Regions from separate parts of the Mus musculus genome. Here regions 2 and 3 are each linked to region 1. Evidence: chromatin contacts called from public HiChIP or PLAC-seq and promoter capture Hi-C data. All regions are on one chromosome and are shown on one strand. The core of a region is the stretch at or near the end of the contact, and the rest is flanking DNA. Distances in the headings are between cores, read along the strand shown.

Region 1 (4,968 bases), core at 1,389-3,888:
GGTTATCCTGGAGGCATTAGATAGAAGGAAAAGCACCTAATATTTATATTAATGATTTATTTTTATTTCATGTGCATTAGTCTTTTTGCCTGCAAGTATGTCTGTGAGGATGTCAGATCTCCTGGGACTGGAGTTGTGTCAGTTGTGTACCATCATGTGGGTGCTGGGAATTGAACCCAGTCCTCTGCAAGAGCAGCTAATTCTTTTTAACTGCTAAGCCATTTGCTATTATTGTTTAATTAGCATTTATTTATTTATTTATTTATTTAATGTAAGTACACTGTAGCTGTCTTCAGACACTCCAGAAGAGGGCGTCAGATCTCGTTACGGATGGTTGTAAGCCACCATGTGGTTGCTGGGATTTGAACTCAGGACCTTTGGAAGAGCAGTTGGCGCTCTTAACCACTGAGCCATCTCACCAGCCCTTAATTAGCATTTTAAAATTTGATTTGTTCATACAGTTTTATAACTACCATTAAAAATTATATTCAGAATCCAAACACTTTGGCAACACATGGAACATAAAACCGGCTGGTGCAGGCTTAACCTCAGAACTCAGCTGCCCTGGAGCTCACTCTGTACAGCAGGCTGGCCTCAGCCTCCTGAGTGCTGCCACTAAACACCAGCACTGCCTGGCTTGCTTCTCCTTTTTCATTGCACAGAATCAATAACTGATTTTTATAGAAAATAACCAGATCCTTAGCTTAGAGTCTTCATCATATACTTAGGCCATACCTGAAATCTATGGGTAGCTGAGAACACGGTCACGTGTGACTGTTACAAGTCCACCTGAAGTAAGGAAGCTAATATCTTACTGAGTCCTGGGCAGGTGTGCTCCTGAGTTTGCCTGTCCTGAAACACTGCTTGACATAACTGACTTTTTTGAGGCAGACTTTGTGTAATAGCCCTGGGTGTCCTGCAGCTCTCATTGTGTGTAGACCAGGCTGGCTTTGAACTTACAGCCTGCCTCTGCTGGGATTATAGGAACAAATTACTATCACTCAGGGAGAAGACTGACTTTTTGTTTGTTTGTTTTGTTTTGTTTTGTTTTTTGTTTTTTGAGGCACGGTTTCTCTGTGTAGCCCTGGCTGTCCTGGAACTCACTTTGTAGACCAGGCTGGCCTCGAACTCAGAAATCCACCTGCCTCTGTCTCCCGGGTGCTGGGATTAAAGGTGTGCGCCTCCACCACGCCCGGCTGAAGACTGACATTTTGGTTCAAGTAATTATCAGCGCAGAATGATATGTTTTACAGTCAGTAACACACTAGGAAGACACTCACTAGGAAGAACATGACAGATTTTATCCGAAGACTAGTGATTTAGAGCACAGGGTGGAGGCTGGCTGATGTCCATTACCTGAGTGAGCTCCCCCATCGTGCCCGTGGCAGCATTGCTGGTCTCCTGAGCCCAGTAAATACCTGTCTGGAGAAGGACTGATTCCTCCTCCTCTGAGTCTCCTTACCCTCTCTCAACATCAGTAATCGTCACCAGCCTGGGGCTGGGCCACCCTTTGGCAGTTCCAAGTGATGGGCAAACTGCTGAGACAGGTGGAGAGCTGAGCTCAGTCAGTTCACTGCTTGCCTAGCTGCCTCTAAGTGTGAGGTCCTCAGGTGGATTTGGTGGTGGTGGTTTTTTTTTGGTTTGGGATGTTCGTGTGTGCGTGCGTGCGTGCGTGCGCGTATGTGTGTGTTTTTAAGACAAGGTTCCTTTGTATAGCCATGCTGGCGCTCCTCTGTAGACCAGGCTGCCCCTGAACTCAAATAGATCTACCTGTCTCTGCCTCCCCAGTCCTGGGATTAAAGTCATATGCTGCCACTTCCAGGAGTCATGACTATTATCCCTAGCAATGCAAAAATAAAAAATAAACTCAACAATGGAGGCTGGGGATGAGGGAACTTCCTGTAATTTCAGCACTGTAGAGTCTGAGGCAGAAGGATCACTTGAATTTGAGGCCAGCCTAGGCAACTCATTACTACCATGTCTCAAAATAAAAGTGAGAGATGATTCGGGCAGTGGTGGTGAACGCCTTTAATCCCAGCACTCGGGAGGCAGAGGCAGGCGGATTTCTGAGTTCGAGGCCAGCCTGGTTTACAAAGTGAGTTCCAGGACAGCCAGAGATACACAGAGAAACCCTGTCTCGAAAAATAAACCAAAAACAAAAAATAGTAAGAGATGAAAAAAATAAATAGCAATTTAGCTGAGGGGTAAAACCCTGGACGCACGTGAGAGGTTCTGGGTTTAGTCCTTAGAACTGTAAATACAAAGAAACCCAATTTTTAAATGTTTTAAGGAGGAGAACCACATGATTTTCTGGTAGGAGTATACAGGATTAATGAGAGTCTAGGCAAGCTCTTCCAAGGCTGGACATAATGAGGCCCGAGTCAAAGTAGCAGCAGTGGTGTTAGAGTCAGGGACGAGGCTGGAGTTAAAGAGTCTGTCTGGCAAGATTTGACAGCTGTTGGAACTGAGGGCACAAAGCGGAAAACTAGCAGAAGAGCTGGGTATGCAGTTTAGTGACAGAGTGCCTGTCTACCATGTCTAAGGGTCTATTTTAACGTCCACTGTACAAAAGAAAGGGAAGGAAATAGACGCAATCACCACTTCACTCAAAGGCAGGAAAAAGAGGAAGAGGTCTAGTGTAGTGCCCAGTCCCCATGCAGTGTGCAGGGTGACAGCCCTGACAGGGACAGAGCATGGGGTAAGACAATGGCTTCTGTATTGTTTGGGTTTGTTTATTGGAACAGCATCCTGCATTCCAGGTTGACCTAGAACTCCTGGCCCTTCCTGCCTCTTCCTCTCAAGTGCTGGGATGGCAGACATGTGACATTATACTCAGCTCAGGAATAAAAATAGCATGGTGATTATTGCAAACATAATTAATTCAATGGGGAGGTCTGCACAGTAGAGGTGCCACCAGGTGGTGGGTCAGCATCTGCAGAGACCAGTGTACCGGTGGTACTTTCAGATACCAGTGTGTTCAGGTTAGTGCGCAAGACTGATGAGAGAGGAAACAAAGGACACTCGTGTGACATGTTAGGTCATCTGAATGTAGAGACATTTGGGAAGATCTGCTTTACCTAACCGACTCCATCAAAGTCCACATAGGCACAACCCTGATTAGCTTCAAAGAGCACATGAGAGAGGTTGTGTTCATTGTGGTACGGTCAGAAGATTGCATAACCTCCCATTTAGTGGTACCTCTGGTGATTGCTGGGTACACGGGGCAGATTCATGTTACTATATACTTGGTTTATGCCAATAATTTGCTTCTGAAAGACTAAAAGGCTATAAAAAAAAAATAAACCCCAACTCTATAATGTGCAGATTTCAGCAAGAGCCATCCATTTCTGGGTCATCAGGCCACTTTCTGTCTCATGCTGTGTGCTGGCTCTGTTTTAGTCAGGTGAATTTTATGAACAGGTCTGTCCTATACTTGAAGCAGTATTTACTGTGTGTTGAGCATTTGCAGCAGTAGCTCTCAGCCTGCGGTCAAGACCCCTTTGAAGGTTGAACAACCCTTTCACAGAGGTTGCCTCAGACCATCAGAAAATACAGAAATTTACATTAGGATTCATGCCTGGGGCAAAGTTAGAGTTACGAAGCAGCAAGGAAATAATGTTATGGTTGGGGTCCCCACAGCATTAGTAGCTGTGTCAGAGGCTGCAGCGAAAGGAAGGTGAGAACCTGCCCTCCAGTTATTGAGGAAGGGCTGAAGAGACGGCTCAGCAGGTAGAGAGAACACGTCGCTCTTCAGAGGACCCAAGTTTGGCTCCCAACACCCACATCAGGCAGGCAGCTCACAACCACTTGTAACTCCAGCTCCACGGTATCTGACATCCCCTCTGTTCTCCATAGGTACATGCGTGCATGTGCACACACATACACACATGTGTAGATGTATATAAGCAATCATCTGGTTTTATACCCATAAGTAACACAGATCTGTAAAGTTATGAAGGAGAGGGTCCATGGAACATAGTAGCAAAGGGAATCAATGTAAGAAGGGTTCATTGACTTGGGGTGAGGTGAGCTGTTTCATCTTCTGGCAGTAACTGCTAAGTGGTCTGGGCCTCTTGAAGTTTACAATGGGAAACCTGTCAAAGTCATGCCGAAAATACCCTTATTTTACTCCTTTCTGATTAAAACACATGTCTTCACCCCTTACTATGAATATTAATTTTTCATGACTTATATAGTTTTTTATTGATGGACACTTTCACTACAGGATTTATGAAGCTGGGTCGGAGAATAGCGCAGCAGTTGTAGCCGTAGAGACCCACTCAATACACAAAATCGAGGAAGGAATTGGTAAGTCTTTCTGCCATTCTACCCAGTACCTTTGACTTCAGCTTGTTGGTGAGTTTGTGCATGTTTTTGCTGTGAAATCTCTGGAGATAAAACCCAGAACCCTGTCCAAGCCAGCAGGATGTTCACTGCTGAGCTGGGCCCCCAGCAGGATGTTCACTGCTGAGCTGGGCCCCCAGCAGGATGTTCACTGCTGAGCTGGGCCCCCAGCCTGAGTTTGCTGGTCTTTTGTGCCCTATTTTCTGTCCCAACCAACCCAGTGTACCAACTGATAATGCCACTTAAGATGGCAGACTTGGCAGGCATGATGGAGCATACCTTTAATCCCAGCACACAGGAGGCAAACACAGGCACATCTCTGAGTTTCAGGCTCTTGGACTACATAGAAAAACTCTTGTCTAAAAAAAACAACTAAGCTGGGTTGTGGGTGCACATGCCCTTTATCCTAGCACTGGGGAGTTTGAGGCCAGCCTGGTTTACAGAGCAAGTTCCAGGACAGCCAGGGTTTCATTGAGAAACCTTGTCTCAGTGATACAAAACCAAACCAAAAAACAAACATACAAAAAGATGGCAGACCTGTAACTTGATCACTTAATATCAATATATTATAGTAGCCAAAAAGTTTGGGTTTTTTGGTCTAAAAAGAATCCTGCAAGAGTGCAG
Region 2 (4,968 bases), core at 1,107-3,606, 390 kb after region 1:
CTCAGTGATGGAACATGTGCTTTAGCATGCCCAAGGCCCTGGGTTCAATCCCCAGAACCAAAGGGAAAAGCAAAATAGGAATTTGGAATAGTAAGCTCTGCCTATGGCTGTAGATGGCACGACAGCCACTGCAGAGGCTGACTCTCAACATAGCTGTGTAGCTGTCCCAGTCTAAGCTCTACCTCAGCAGCTTAGGCATCTCTTCAGCTTGTAGCTTGTGGTGTTGGGCAAGTCACTGTGCAGGGGCCCCACTTTGCTGAGAAGTATTTCTTAGGTGTCCTCCGGTTGGAGAACAGCACACAGCGAGTGGAGCTTCTCTGCAGTGGTGGGGACCAAGAGAATGCCTGTCTCTGGTCCCTCAGCACGGCTCTTTTTTTTTTTTTTTTTTTTAAAAGATCGATGTATGTATGTATGTATGTATGTATGTATGTATGTATATGAGTACACTGCAGCTGTCTTCAGACACTCCAGAAGAGGGCATCAGATTCAGTTACAGATGGTTGTGAGCCACCATTTGGTTGCTGGGAATTGAACTCAGGACCTCTGGAAGAGCAACCAGTGCTCTTAACCACTGAGCCATCTCTCCAGCCCCACCTCAGCACTTTTATATGTTTCAAAATATCTTGTGAGAAATATCTTAAGAAGCAGTAAGTGATGACTCCTGGGTTTCTATGGGGAGAAAAGGCTGGCTAGGCTTATCACAGAGACGAGGCTTTAGAGCACAGGCCAGAGAGCAAGATGTCCTTGTGCGCCACTGTCAGTATCCTTCTACCCTGGCTTATACTCACACTTGTAACTAGACAGCCCTCCTGATGGAGACCTGCAGGTTGAGGGACTTACGCTAGGTGCCGGAGCAGCTCTGTAGAACTCTTCCCACCAACACAGTTGAGAGCCAATCGGGGCAGCGGCAGGTCCTGAAAGTAAGGAGGCTACGGTGAGGGGGCTACTGGGTGCTCATGGGGTTAGAAGCTGCTACGAGCAGCATGGTAAGGCCAAGTGCTGAGTCAGAAGAGAAGGAAATGGAGTGTGCATGACTTTTTGGGCTTGTTTTTGTTATGTCTGAGAAGGGCTTTAGCAGCTTCATCCTCTCGTCCATCCCAGGACTTTGGGAAGCACAGACAAGCAGCATCTCTGTTCAGTGTCAAGGTACAGAGAAGTTTACACACGATAGGCTTTCCTCCACTTCAGCAATGCTGTCTAGGGCAAATGTGCTCAACACTGGGTATGTGGTTCTTCCATATGCTGTAGTGCAAAAGGCCTCAGATTGGGTCTGCTGGGGTGGATGCTCTAAAGAGGTACCGGCTTCGAGTTCAGAGTGATGGGGCCAGCCTCACCACTTTGTGATGATGTGGTTCTAAGGCTGGTGTCTCATCTATGCAGCATCTATGTCAGCTACTTTGTAGAGTTTTTCTGAGGGATGTCAAGTAAATGTGAGGCAGAGGCTTAGGAGCTTCTCTTCCTCTCTCCATGCCATAGTTTCCTCAGACCCTCATCCAGCTCGGACTCACACCTGCCATGTGGGTTGATGGACCACACCACAAATGTTTAAAACCTCGGCTTTCCTAAAGTCTGTCTACTTCTGCCTCCTTCCATGTCTGCACACTTACAGCATGCTATCCCCAGGCTAAGGTTGGATGGGCTTTGTCCTTTCCAGAAGAGAAGCGGTTTGCAGAGCAGAGCAGGGAAGGCATATTTTGTAATTACCAGGAGATGGCATGGGATTAAGGGGGAAGTGTTCTTAGCGGGGTGCCTCAGCTTTTATTTTACTTTGTGCACGTGAATGTGATTGCTTTGCCTGCATGTCTGTCTCTGTACCGTGTGTGCCTGGGACCTGTGGAGATCCTTTGGAACAGCAGTTGCAGATGGTTGTGAGCCACCATATGGATGCTGGGACTGCAAGAGCAGTAAGTACTCTTAACCGCTTATGCACCTCTCCAGACCCAGGCTAGGTACCTTGAAGATGGTTTTTGTCTCGGGCATCCTTAGCTCTTCCTCTGTGAGGACATAATCAGCTCCTAGATCCTTCAGTCTGTCAGTTAGCTTCTTGATGTCGGGTCTGGAAACCAAACACAATCAGGTCACACTGGCTAACTAGCCTCCCTCAAGCTCCCAGAACCCCTTTGCCACAGCCCTGAGAACACATTCCTGTTTTGAGAACAGGGATAGAGAGAGATTAAGCCAGACCTCAAGCAGGAGCTGTCCACATAATTCAGTCATGCTCTACCAGCTCTTGCCTCCTTTCCTCCCCGGACAGAGCCAGGCTGGGAGATAGTCTGACAACCTATGAGTGCACACACCCTAGAGCCATCTGTGCCCGGGGAAGAGCCATCCTACTTCCTCCTTCTACTCAGACACCACTTTCTTTCCTCTTGCTCTCCAGGGCACTTGAGGGTATCATGCAAACACACTCTGGGGCAGAGCGGTCCTGGACTCTCTGGTCCAGGCACGCAGAATCACTTTTTCATCACCACTGCAGAGGCAGGGGCAGGAGTAAGTACAACCCTCGTAAGAAAGGTCTCAAGTGACTGCCACACGGGAGCACACTGAGGTTTAAAGGGACTGGAGGGGACAATGGAAAGAAGGTAAGTCTGTTACTGACTTGCCGTGTCTTCCTGAGCAAGCTGCTTCCTCTCTTGGAAACTTGAGCTTCCTCATCTGTAAAAGAGAGACCACAAGCCTGCCCCACCTCCTTCACAGCTGTGCTTGGTGTACACATGCAACCGACAGGGCTAGAGTTCATACAACAGTACAAACCAGGGACCCTAAGACAAGTCTCCAACACTCCTGACTGTTCAGTAAGGACCATCACTGCCTCTTTTTGTCATCTCTGTGTCAGACTTTCACAGGGACTTCTTTTGCCCTGCGGAATGCTTGCAAGTCAGCAGCCAGCCACTCATGCTTACACATGTGCGCCATCTGGTGGAGATGTAGGAGTGCGCAGGGACATGAGGATTAGGCCTCCCAGTACCTGTCTCGGACAACGTTGATGGTCTTTAGGCGAAGGGCTGAGGCGATCTGAATGACTGCTTGGCCCACTCCACTGTTGGATGCATTCTGGATGACAGAGTCCCCTGTGGAAGACACTAGGTCAAGCCCTGCAAACTTGGGTTGAGGGCTCCCAGCCTGGGATCCTAGTGTGGATGCAGGACCTAGCAACGGCATTTCCTTATACGGTGAACTATCACTCAGTTATCAACACACTTTCCACACCTATAATGCGTCACGGGATTTGGACACTCTGTCCATGTTTCAGATACTGCTTTGTAACTGACCTTCATCTTCCCAATTTTTATGTCCTCTGTCCATCCATCCATCCATCCATCTATCCATCCATCCATCCAGGAGCACATTATTTCTTTCTACTATATAGGCTCAGGGATTGAATTCAAGTTGTCAAGTCTCAGTGGCAAGCACCTTTGCACGCTGAGTCATCTCACTGACCCATGCTGAGGCCGAGTCTCTGGTTTGAAATGGTTTTCTGGTTCTCTTCCTTTTTAAGTTCAGCTCAAGTGTGGCTTCCTTCATGAAGCTCTCCAAGGTTCCTTCTTGTTTGTTCCCAGAGGACTCTGGTATCTCATCAATGCTCAGGCTGTAACCATGTTCTACACTAAGCTGTGTTCATATTTATCAATACCTTCAGTCCTGAGGGAGGACCATCCCTTACTCCCTTGTGTATTATTTAATGACGGTGCATTTGAAATGGATGAGAGCCATATGAGAGAAATGGGAAGCTCCTGGGCCCTACAGAATGTTTGCTTTTGCTTTGTGGTGCTGGGGATAGAACCTAGGGACTTGAGCATGCCAGGCAAGTACTCTGTCACTGAGCTATATCCTCACCCCTACAATGGGAGAGCAATGTGGTGCCCTAGGGAAGTGTGGGCTCTGGCACACAGTGGAGCTGGGTGTGCATCCTGCTTTACCAATGACTGTAACTAAACAGCTACATCATGTCCTCTTAAAACTTCAATTTTAAAAAACAGGAGGCCTGCCGGACAGTGGTGGTACATACCTTTTACCCCAGCACTTGGGAGGCAGAGGCAGGCAGATTTCTGAGTTTGAGGCCAGCTTGGTCTACAGAGTGAGTTCCAGGACAGCCAGGGCTACACAGAGAAAACCCTGTCTCAAAAAAAAACAAACAAAAAAAACCCCAAAAAAACCAGGAAGCCTGGGAGCACCTTTCAGAGCATCTCCCATTGAAACCAAATTAGTAGGAAGATGCTCTGTTGACTGGGAAAGTGTCTGGTTTTGAAAGTCAGCAGCAGTCAGTGCAGAATGAGCTATAGCTAGTGGCAGACTCCTAGGTCAAAGATGCTCATTTACCTTGGCTCCAACCTATCACTCACTAGTTCATTCTCAACCAACTGTGTAGGTAGACGGCAGCATTGATCTGTTTCAGTTAGAGTTAAGGAGTACAGGAATACAGGATAATAACAAAGATAGTGAAGGCGAGTATTGGGCTGCCAAAGTTGGCTTCCATGATCTGTGTTCATCTATGCATATATTCTATTGAACAGTGTGACATTTATTCTTGCTTTAGATCAGGTCATGAGTTTGTCTGGCCTCATCAGCCCTGAGGCAGCAAAGTGGAGAAGTGGGCTGCTTATACTTACAGTGGGTAGCATCCGAAGGCCTGGCTCTGTTAAGCACAGAGTTGCCCTAATCAGGAGTGACCTCAGGACCAGGACAAGACATGAGGCGCTGGCTATAGCAGGACTCCAGCAGAGGTCTCTCATCATACCTGGCTTTCTCTACCAAAGGCACCTAGGACTCCCATCATGGTCCAGGGTCTTGGTCAGTGGCTATCTAATTTTATCATAGTCCAGCAGTTCTTGCCTCAATTTCCTCAACAGTAGGTAATTTTTCCAGCCCTGTGTGGCTCAGTCAGGCAGTAGAGAGAGAGAGATTTCACACAGTGGGAGGGCTAGGCTGGCACAGGTCTGTGGTAGACCTACTGCTCGGCATACCCCA
Region 3 (4,968 bases), core at 1,527-4,026, 270 kb after region 1:
TGTGTGTGTTGTGGGTGTTGTATATGTTGTGTGTTTTTGTGTGTTTTATGTGTGTGTATTGCATATGTGTTGTGTTTGTGTTGTCTCTGTGGTGTGTGTATGTGGTGTGTGTGTCTGTCTGTGTGTGTTTGTATGTGTGTGTGTGTGTGTTGTATGTTGTGTGTGTGTGTGTGTGTGTGTGTGTGTGTGTGTGTTTGTTTAGGGAGCTATGTGTCTGGGTATGTGCACATGAGTATAGGTGTCTCAGGACATGAGAGACATTGACTGCCCTGGAGCTGGAGCTTTTTTTCTGTCAGATCTCTTCTGGTAACTTTATACAATAATGAACAAGTACATGTCGCAGTGGCTGAGGACAACATGGAGGTTTTTTCATTCTACCATGTTGATTCTGGGGATTGATGTAGGTGGTGGGAACTGAACTTAAATCCTGTGTGAGAGCAGTATGTGCTTTTAGCCACTAAATTATTTCCTACCCAGGGCATTTTTTAAAAAGCTCTAAATTCTTCTCTACCACTTCCTAGAGAAGTGAGTCTGGAAAGATCAGAAGCTGAGTGTCCTTATATTCATGAGAGATAGTAACTTTTCTGTCCCAGAGAAGCCCAGGCTGACCTGAGGTGGCGTCGTGTGTGTGTATCACCATCTGCTGGTCAACAGTGGTACTGCCTCAGCCTGGAAGTACTGGCTGTGCCTTGAAGCACTGTTTCATTCCATACTCATTTGTTTGTGCAAGCACCTATCAGTATCTTCCCTCCGAGTTTCAAATCCACGACTCTTAACAAGAAAGAAGCTTTTGAGACAGGGTCTCTGTATGCAGCCCCTCAGTGTGGCCTGGAAGTCAAAAAGATCTGCTTGCCCTGACTCTAGTGTTGACATTGAAAGGCATGCACGCCACAAAATGTTTATTAAACAGGTTCTTTGTGTCAGTGACTATTCTAGGGTCTAGAAATATAAAAGTAAGTAAAAGAATGCTATTCTTCAGCCAGCTTGCATTTTAATATAGGAAGGCAGAAATAAGTACATACACAGAAAGAAATATAATAAATGCTATGAGAAGTCTTCGGCTTGAAGTCTTAGCTATCCAATATATGTGAAAATACACAGTTCTTCCTCAAATCAGCTGAGACCAGCAGGATTCTGAAAAGTGAGGTGCCATGACTATTTCAGAGGGCTGTGCCATCTCATAGCTGACTGAGCAGATAATTTCTCTGACCTCAGTGTCTCCATGTGTAAAATTATACTTAGATATAGAAGGACCATTGCTAGAAATAAGAGCATGCAAACAAACCTGTTTCCTTTTCCGTCTTACAAAGTGTGCTTGAGGTGGAAACAGAGGCAGACCGAAGGCATAGAAATAGATGGATTTCTAGTAGGCCTGGCAGGAGGAGGAAGTAAGTCGCAGAGACTCGCTGTCCACCGTGGTGACTGCGGGTTACAGGAGGGTTGCTGAGAGGTACACTAGCAAGTGTAAGGCCGGGCTTTCGTCTTCAGCACTGACTCTTCCCATATGGCCAACAGGATGACTTTTAAGTATTCTTAAAAGACTCATGAGTTAGTCCAGAGACCAGGTAGCCTCGTTTGGTATTCTGCAACATATGCACACACCAGTCATTCTCAACAAGTCAGTGTGTGTCAGTTTTAAAAATTAAAAGAATCTGGGCTGGAGAAGGAGGCACACACCTTAATTCCAGAGCTCTGTGCTTTACATAGCCAGACAAGCCAGGGCAACGTAGGGAGACCCTGCTTTAAAAAAAAAAAAAAACAAAAAACAGTCATCTGGTTTGAGACAAATGTTTAGTTCCCAATACTAATTTCTATTGTGTAATAATAGTGGTAGGCTGGAGCAATTATGGGATGTCTCATTCCCTGATTACTGAGTAATCTATAATTACAAATGCAGGTCTGTGACTAACAAAAAGCAGCTTTAGACAGTCAAAGGTTGACTAAAGTGTGTCTCAGGGCAGTACCTGCATACTGTGTGTGTTCTAAAAATTAGGATGTATAAGTAATAGAAGACCTTCTTCCTGACCTTATTACTTTGGACAAAACCTCCATTGCTGAGCAAATTTCTTTTAATAAGAAAAAATATTAATATGTTTTTTTTAATTTAAAAAATATTGTGTGTGTGTATGTTTTGCCTGCATGTGTGTCTGCATCACATGCATGCCTGGTACCCATGGAGGTCAGAAGAAGGTGTTGGGTCCCTTGGGAGCAGATGGTGGTGCGGTGGTAATAGATGGTTGTGAGCCACCATGTGGGTTCTAGGAATTGAACCTCAGTCCTCTGGAACCACTGAGCCATCTCGCCAACCCCCAGACATTGTTTGTGTGGTATCTCTTCGATGGTATCCTGTTTCTCAGGCTCTGTGTCACTCTGATTGAATAGTATTTATATTTTATGTTTATTTGCCCCTCTATAGCAAGAACATTATGAAAGTACCATCGGCTTCAAGCTCCCCAGTTATCGAGCGGCCAAGAAACTATGGAAGGTCTGTGTGGAGCATCACACGTTCTTCAGGTATTTTCTGCTCAAGTATTTCTTTCCCAAGGATATGTTATTTGTGCCTGCTTCTATTTTGAATCTGTTATTGAAATTATCATCTCTGTGGAGCTGGCATTTTATTTAGCTCAGGCAAGAGCAACTTAATCAAGACAATGCGAACCCGGTTCTTCCTCTTTTGGCTGGAAAGCATGGCTCAGCATTCCCACGGTGCCTTTCCATGCACTGTAAAAAGAACAGCGGAAGTAAAGAGTGAGACCCAGTGTTTGCCTGGGGCTCTGGTTGCTTTCACAGCAGCTGAACTGTCCTGGACATAGGTTGCTACAGACCCGCCTCCTAATAACTGTATAGCTTTAAGCAAGTAACTTCTTCATGGGATGTGTCAATTTCCTGTATCTGTAAAATCAGATACATTTCAAGGATGTTGTGTGAATCCTGCAGTGCTATCAGGCGTTTTGTAAACTGTGAGACCTTACCTGTAGAAACTTAATGTTTTTAATATTATAGCTCCCAACTAAATGACTTCTGGTTGCTTGAGATATGACCCAGACTACAATAGGGATTGCTTGACTAGAAATTGCCACAAGAGTTCAAAAACATCTTTATTCTTGGTTTGATTTTTAGTTTTATAGTCACAATAATAAAGTAATCCAAATAAAATAATAAAATAGGAGCATTATTATCATTTTTCTCTCCCAGACTCACCTCTACAGACACCATCCCCAAAAGCAAGTTTCTTGCCCTGGGATCCAAATTCCGATACAGTGGCCGGACTCAAGCTCAGACCAGGCAAGCCAGTGCCCTGATTGACAGGCCTGCTCCACACTTTGAGCGGACAGCAAGCAAGCGGGCGTCCAGGAGCCTCGATGGAGGTTTGTATTAGATGTTATTGATGCTACCGTGATCTTTAGAGAGAGATAAAGGAAGCATAAGGGGTTTTTACTGTTGTTGCTTTGAAATAAGAACTTACTATATCTGCGACTGGCCTCAAGCTCTTTAGCTTCCTGTGCTGACCTCCTGAGTGCTGGGGTTACAAGCATGGCACCATGCCCAACTTGGCAGTATGACTATTTATAATAATTCTACTATCTCCAGTTTACGGAGAACCTCAGTGGCCAAGTGAAAGGGGTGCTGCTGACTAATCCAGACTTAAGAACTTAAGGCTGTGTGCGGTGGTGCAGACCCTTAATCCTAGCGCTCCCAGCTCTTGGGAGGCAGAGGAGGTGGATATCAGTGCTAACCTATCCTACACAGAGGTCTCAGGCCAGCCAGAGCCACAGTGAGACCCTGACTCCAAGCACACAAACAAAACCCAATAACAGAGCTAAGAAAACCATCTTAAGAATAAGAAGTGAAGTTCACTGCAGACAGTAATGGCTGAATACCAACAGATTCTACAAGTATTTAACTCGTTTTTTTTATTTTGTTCAGTCACTTGTTTTGCATGCCTTATGTGCCTACTGTTCCCTGGAGACATTGCTGTGGGCATCAGATATGATCTTCATGGAGTTTTCAGTCCATAGGTATAAACAGAAGCAAATAAAAATAACTTCAGGTAGTTGTGAGTGCTCTGAAGAAAATAGAATGGGAAAATGAGGTGACAAGTGTCTCAGGCTGCAAGATGGTGGAGTGCTTCAGATCAGGTAATCCAGTTACAGTCAGAAGGCTCCTCAGAACGATGTCATTTAGTTACACCTGAACATTGAGAAGTTACTGGCCATCTCAAAGTCTAGGTGAACCACTCTAGATGAAAGAGTGGAGGCGTGAGCGCTGCCTTGTTCCACAGAGGATCTGAGCATTTCACTACAAACAAACAACCATGTGACCGCTGACTGAGCAGCACAGGGATGGATTTTAGTTAGCCTAGGGGAGAGGAGCATAAAGTGTGGTCAGAGCAGCAGGCAGGGGCCCGACTTAGAAGGGCCTCGAAGGCCCACAGTAATGAGCTTAGATTTTCTCTTCATTACAGAGGGAAACTATTGGAAAGAGTGACACAGCCTGCTGTCACCTCTGCATACCGAGCAGCAAAGACTCCACCTGCCTGAGGATTAAACCAGAAACAGGCCCGAGGCTGACACAGGGAGTCAATGCCAGACAACACCAGTTTATGGTGGGCAGAGAAAAGCAGTTAGAGATTCGTTTTGGAAGTAGAGCTGACAACATTGCCAATAAATTAAGTATTGGAAATGGCAAGGAAAAGAAAATCAAGGGGCTGGAGAGATGGCTCAGTGGTTAAGAACATTGACTGCTCTTCCAAGGGTCCTGAGTTCAATACCCAGCAACCACATGGTGGGTCACAACCATCTGTAATGGGATCTGATGCCTTTGTCTGAAGATAGTGACAGTGCACTCATATACATACAATAAATAAATATTAAGAGAGAGAGAGAGAGAGAGAGAGAGAGAGAGAGAAAGAGAGAGAGAGAAAGGGAAAGGGAAAGGGAAAGGAAAGAAATCAAGTTTTATTCCATG

What was found. HiChIP or PLAC-seq counts read pairs in DNA pulled down with a chosen protein or histone mark. Capture Hi-C pulls out chosen DNA fragments and counts their contacts.
Region 2: a promoter capture Hi-C map of adipose tissue shows a contact between it and region 1. The contact joins two enhancer-like sites. A contact is called at or near these places in 3 of 9 other capture datasets (adipose tissue, liver and pancreatic islet).
Region 3: an H3K27ac HiChIP or PLAC-seq map of microglia shows a contact between it and region 1, with 4 times the contacts expected there. The contact joins two enhancer-like sites. A contact is called at or near these places in 9 of 39 promoter capture datasets (the 3T3-L1 cell line, cranial neural crest, embryonic stem cells and 6 more), 1 of 115 datasets of contacts at active chromatin or transcription factors (microglia) and 1 of 9 other capture datasets (adipose tissue).

What each region holds. Positions count from the first base shown.
Region 1 is chr4:132,245,326-132,250,293 of GRCm38.p6, reverse strand. Gmeb1 (glucocorticoid modulatory element binding protein 1) reads left to right here. Exons shown (of 10, transcript NM_020273.2): 3 at 4,226-4,308. It also overlaps the pseudogene Gm13252. Among named protein-coding and RNA genes, the nearest start is that of Gm28874, 7.2 kb to the left of the region's middle. Within about 2 kb of position 2,638, at least 73 of the 459 cell types and tissues checked have an H3K27ac peak or open chromatin away from gene starts, as enhancers often do. A contact at or near this core is called in adipose tissue and microglia, where this site is marked.
Region 2 is chr4:131,858,864-131,863,831 of GRCm38.p6, reverse strand. Mecr (mitochondrial trans-2-enoyl-CoA reductase) reads right to left here. Exons shown (of 10, transcript NM_025297.2): 5 at 2,969-3,071; 6 at 1,954-2,056; 7 at 841-914. Among named protein-coding and RNA genes, the nearest start is that of Srsf4, 12 kb to the left of the region's middle. Within about 2 kb of position 2,356, at least 111 of the 459 cell types and tissues checked have an H3K27ac peak or open chromatin away from gene starts, as enhancers often do. A contact at or near this core is called in adipose tissue, where this site is marked.
Region 3 is chr4:131,973,084-131,978,051 of GRCm38.p6, reverse strand. It overlaps Epb41 (erythrocyte membrane protein band 4.1), which reads left to right. Exons shown (of 21, transcript NM_183428.3): 10 at 2,417-2,514; 11 at 3,196-3,368. Among named protein-coding and RNA genes, the nearest start is that of Tmem200b, 54 kb to the right of the region's middle. Within about 2 kb of position 2,776, at least 3 of the 459 cell types and tissues checked have an H3K27ac peak or open chromatin away from gene starts, as enhancers often do. A contact at or near this core is called in microglia, where this site is marked.